Regions from separate parts of the Cyprinus carpio genome. Here region 2 is linked to region 1. Evidence: chromatin contacts called from public Hi-C data. All regions are on one chromosome and are shown on one strand. Each heading gives the region's core, a stretch centred on a gene start, on an enhancer-like site or on the middle of the called end of the contact. The rest is flanking DNA. Distances are from core to core; before and after follow the strand shown. Region 1 holds the start of cfap100 (cilia- and flagella-associated protein 100). Region 2 overlaps gga1 (ADP-ribosylation factor-binding protein GGA1).

Region 1 (2,763 bases), core at 209-2,708:
TGCTTCCCTTATTTGCAGGAAGTATGTCATCTCGATTCACTGTTATGCAGATGATACACAACTTTCTCTGCCTTTGAAACAGAAAGGTGCAAACTCCATAGCCCATATATGTTGGACTGTCTTGAGGATATTAAAACCCGGATGGTTTTAATCTAGATGTCCTTATCTATAGATCTAGGTGCTATAAAACCATAAGTGAAGCCCATTGTAAGAAAACCTGGGTGTTATTATGGACAGTGACTTTAAACTGGATAAACAGGTTAAATCAGTTATTAAACTAGTTTTTCCAGTTGAAGCAATTATCCAAAGTCTTTTCTGTCTTTTAATGATTTTGAACGGGTTATAAATATTTTTATCTTGACCTGCCTGGACTACTTAATGGCATTTACACAGAATGCCGCTGCTTGTATGTTAACAGGAACGCATAAGCAAGAATTATATTACACCAATATTTGCCTCCCTTCACTGGTTTACTGTTCACTTTTGAATGGATTTAAAATTAAATTTTTAGCATTCAAATCGTTGAATAGACTGGAACCAAGATATCCTCAAGAGCACTTAGGTCCTCTGAGCAATAACATTTGGTCGTCCCTCTAGTAAGGCTGAAGAGCATGGGTGACTGTGCTTTTGCAGTTGTGTAACAGATTTGGTCTTTCTTCTTTTCTCTGCGTTTTGATTTGGCCTTTTTTTCTTCACTTGACTTCATGCCCAAGATCCAAAGAACACATATGGCAGCATCACTCTACCCAAATAATGCAAGAACACAAATGCTGTTTGCCATCTGTTTACTGAAGAGTGAAATAAAACATAGAGGGGTTTGGCTGCAGACATTAGCAATCCACAGCGTGCACGGCTCACTGCAACTGCTATTACATCACAGCAGAGTACTACAAACATATGAACCAATAACTTCTCCTCTTTAAATAGGAGAGAACAGGGATGCTTGTAAAAATTTAAAAGATAAAAACAAACCACAACAACCACTTGTTTTTGGAAGAAATTAAAAAGCTTAAAATTAAATAGGATTGGGTTGAGGGAAAGAATTGTGAAATAGGAGAATAATTTACAAAAATAAATTCACACAAAATGAGTGTGTAATTGTGTCAAATCTTTTACATTCTTTTTCTGTTCATGGAGAAACAAGACGAAACGATACCACAACAAATAAAACCTAAAGATTTCAAGAAAGGATGTTTTTAATAAATGGTGGCACATCCCAATTCTGAATGACCGGTATGGTATATGTCTAAAATTTTATTTAGAGAAGAATATTAAAATTTGAGATGAATATATGAAATAAGAGATCTAAGAAATAAACATAATCAAGAGAAGACCAGTACGGTTTGTAATAATTTCCTGAATCAAAGCACCTGTATTGCAAAGAACGATCAATCTTGTGCAATACTGCCACCTACTTTTCGTGGAAAGAATTTTCAAATATAATGTTGTCAGGGCAACCAAAAACGCAACAAGGGGAAAGTATCTTCAAACCTGATCATCTGAGCTGCTTTACTCTCTCTGATCCATCTGCAGGTTTAGGGCTATAGATCATTAAATTCTAAAAATCAATACTTTACAAACGATCTTGGCAAGATAGCTATAGTACATAAACTGACAGAGGCTTTAAACTTTACAGGACAAACGTATTGCTACAGAAGCTTGTGATTTCAAGTAAGGCGACGCAGATTTTCGTTGATCTAAATACTTATTTGCCGTAGGAGCAACATGTCCTCACCTGAATCATCAGCACACAGTAAGACAGATTTAATTCATGGGTAATTCATTTGAGCAACGTTATATCAAATACTTGTCTTGAATCTGAAGAAATTAGCCTAAATTATATTAGCAATGATTAGGCTAACAATGATGCGTTGTAGCTGTTTCAGAAAATGTACACTTGAAAACACAGAAAATATAATTAGCTCTTTATAAAAACTGTCAATAAAATGTCCTTGTGGTGATAGAAGTATACGTGTGTGTGTGTGTGTGTGTGCGTGTGTGTGTGTGTGTGTGTGTTTGTGTGTTTGTCTGATTTAGGAAGCAGTGATGGCGTGAACCCTTTCAAAGCATCTGAACACAACGATCTTTTCCAGATGATAAACAAAGAAAAATCTCAGAGGAAACTGGTTTGTATCATTTAATATATTGATACAATACATACACTTTAAAGATGTGCGATCTGCCATCTGTAATGAGGGACGTATTAAACATTTAGAATAATGAACCCAAATGGGTAATTAAATTATAGCAAGTCACCACAATCTTAAATATTGGGTTACGTAATTGCATCTAATACACTTTAAGTTTGGAGAAGTTAAAAGCACAAACTAGAGTACAGTTGCTCCACACTGAAAACACAACTTGTCCAACAGGAATGAAATAATAATACTAATAATAAATCCAAACATGAAATTCTGCACTCTGTTATGGCAGGAGCACCAAAGTAAGTTGGCTTTACCTGTCCATGAGAAGATAACATTTGCATGCAGAACAAGGGCAGGACAAACCAGACTAAGGAAGGAACTGAAAGAGGAGGGTAGCATACCAGTCACACATACTCACAGGCAGCTCCAAATTACGCCCGCATGGAGGGTATCTATGAAAGGTGAGCCAAACCTAACCACATCTTATCTGCATCAAACATGGGTCATTCTGTGTCAAATCAACCAAATTTCAGAAACTTTCCTGGCTCAAATTCTTGGTTTTGTTAATATTTATTTTTTTCTGAAGAAAGACAAACATTGCGATGAGTACTGATAGAAA
Region 2 (2,714 bases), core at 33-2,532, 58 kb before region 1:
GTGAAGACGCTGCAGGCGAAGTCAAGTAAACTTCAACAGATTTCCCCTGCTCAGGGAGTAGCGAGCAATGAACACGGTGTAGGGATCATATCAGTTGGAACGCAGTTCATAGACGTAGCTCTTTTCTAACGAGCTGGATTATATGAATCAGGTGTGTTAACTAAGAAAGACATGCAAAATATGCAGAGTAAGGGGGTGCGAGGGCTAGATGTGCGTATGTGTAAAATGATAAAGATCTCTTGTGGGACTTGCTGTTTGTCCTATGTTGTTGTTGCGATTGTGTGTTGTGGAGTGCTTGGAAATAAATATGCTACATTATGTTTATGCTCTGCATCTTATTTTAGGTATTATTAAACAGGACCCAGACCTTCCTGATGACAAGCCCTGCCCTCTAATGCCCAGGCCTAAAAACGCCATCTTTGAGGATGAGGAGAAATCAAAGGTTGTTAAGATGCAGTTTAGGATTATTATTTTTTTTTTTACTATTTATTTCCTTATGTCTTAACTCTGTTTACTGTGATTAAAACCTAAGAATGATTCAGGAGTCAGGTTGATCAATCTGAAACTATGTTACTATATGTTTGTAAACCATGAAGCCAATGAAGCATTTTAAGGTACATAAAAGAGAAATAATTATGACTTCACTTATGTTTGTCCACTCTCGCTTACTGTGTTTTTTTTTTTTGTTTTTTTTTTTCTTTCTGATTCAATAGATGTTGTCTCGTCTTCTGAATAGCTCTCACCCTGAGGACCTGCGGGCGGCAAACAAACTCATTAAAGAAATGGTTCAGGAGGTGTGTAGATGTGTGTTTGGATTAACTCTTAGTGGGTTCTTAGAGTCTATTTCTCAGTACAGCAATGTGTACAGAACAATATGAAAGGTCAAAGAATGGTCTATTTACACCAAAAGCAAAATAATTATTTCTGTCCGAAAAAAAATAAATAAATAGATGGGTACAATAGATGCTGCAGCACTTAGTCCACCTAGCTGCTTTTTCATCCAGCAGTTTTTTGGGGGTATGATGCAATTCAAAGCAGCAAAAATGTATACATTATGTAAGAGTAAGTCCATGAACTGTACTTTTCCTGCATGAGCACTGACGATTTGCTGTGTGTAATTCATACACTCTGTTTTCAGGATCAGAAGCGTATGGAAAAGGTGTCGAAGAGAGTGAATGCTATTCAGGAAGTAAAGGAGAGTGTTGGGCTTCTCACACAGTTACTGGGAGATTACAACAAAGAGAGCGGCTCACATATCAATGAGGAACTAATTAAGGTCTGTAATACACATGTCTGCAAAACAGCCTGTCACACTCCTGACATGACAGTAGTGTCCTGACATGACAGTAGTGGACTGAGGGTTCCTATGTGGTTTGTAAAAGTATGAAATTTAATTCAAGTAATTTCCAGGTCTGGAAAAAAATGGAAAATTAATGAATGAATGAATTTATGAATGAAGGAAAAGTATGGAAAAAAGAAAGCAGTGTATGGAAAAATATCTGCATTTCCAGACTTTTGCCCCTGTTTAGTTTTTTTAGAAAGGAAAATTAAGAATTTAATGAAAATAAATGTATCATACAAGAAGTGTGTTTTCATGGCAGCTGTTTAGTGATTGTCAAACATGACTGAATAAATTGATGGTGCACTTTTCATTATGTGAAATGCAGGTTATAAGCATTTTGGGTTTGGCAGACCTAAGGCCTTGAAATATGATGTACTGCCCTAACCAAATTTTGAAAAAAAAAAAAAAAAAAAAAAAAAAATTATAGACCATTGAACTTGCCAAATAGGACAATGCACACAGCAGTATTATGCCATTAGCCAATTTTGAGTCATGGTTTCTCCACGACCAAAGAGGATATGTTAAATTAGACATTAGGCCTTGATATTAGAGGTACTTCCCTATGGAAAGCCAAATTTTGAGCTAGTAGATCTCTATTAATTCATGTGCATCCCTGCTCTCGTTTAATTCACAGTAAGAAGGCACTGGTGCACAAACAAAATAGGTTATATAAAACTAGAAATTGTAATATGTAAAACATGTTTAAAAATTCCCATGCGCATGAGAATAGTTTCTTGTGTGCATGCAGAAGTCTGTATTTTTGTTTTTTTATTTTAGGGACTCTGTATGTTGACACTACAGATGACTATATTATATACCAAATACACAGCTGCAAATAATGCTGTATGAACTATTTATGTTAGATCTTAAAGTCTACTGTGATGTTTGGAAATTTGAGTCTGGTAAAGTATGGAATTTTGAAATGGAAAATGTGTAGGAATCAGAGCTACTACATCACTAGACACAGGGTGCGTCTTAATCAGCTCCCTAGTTCAGTAGTCAGGTCAGTGATCAGGGCTGTGTTTCCCTAAAGCTTCGTAAGCCTAAAAAGTTCGTTTTTACGGTCTGTTTCCCAAAAGCATCGTAACTTAAGTAGCACTTGAAAATCATCGTAGATCTACGAGTGCTCTGGAGTAATCGTAAAGCCCCAAGTCAAGTCAAGTCAAGTCACCTTTATTTATATAGTGCTTTTAACAATATAGATTGTCAAAGCAACTGAACAACATTAATTAGGAAAATAGTGTCAATAATGCAAAATGACAATAGTAAACACTAATTTTTCAGTTAAAGGCAGTTCATCATTGAATTCAGTGATGTCATCATCCAGCTCAGTTCAGTTTAAATAGTATCTTTGCAATCATTTGCAATCAAG

The links. A called contact is a pair of places that touch in the nucleus more often than the background predicts.
Region 2: a contact with region 1 is called in a Hi-C map of red blood cells, with 5 times the contacts expected there. The contact joins the enhancer-like site here to the promoter of cfap100 in region 1. A contact is called at or near these places in 4 of 8 Hi-C or Micro-C datasets (red blood cells and skeletal muscle).

Annotation. Positions count from the first base shown.
Region 1 is chrA6:12,112,124-12,114,886 of ASM1834038v1, reverse strand. cfap100 (cilia- and flagella-associated protein 100) reads left to right here and starts at 1,458. Exons shown (of 16, transcript XM_042758088.1): 1 at 1,458-1,753; 2 at 2,038-2,126; 3 at 2,434-2,605. The coding sequence starts at 1,726. All of the region lies in intron 1 of aldh1l1 (cytosolic 10-formyltetrahydrofolate dehydrogenase), which reads right to left.
Region 2 is chrA6:12,169,624-12,172,337 of ASM1834038v1, reverse strand. gga1 (ADP-ribosylation factor-binding protein GGA1) reads left to right here. Exons shown (of 17, transcript XM_042758092.1): 6 at 345-442; 7 at 714-794; 8 at 1,139-1,276. Among protein-coding and RNA genes, the nearest start is that of gga1, 18 kb to the left of the region's middle. Within about 2 kb of position 1,282, at least 1 of the 8 cell types and tissues checked has an H3K27ac peak or open chromatin away from gene starts, as enhancers often do.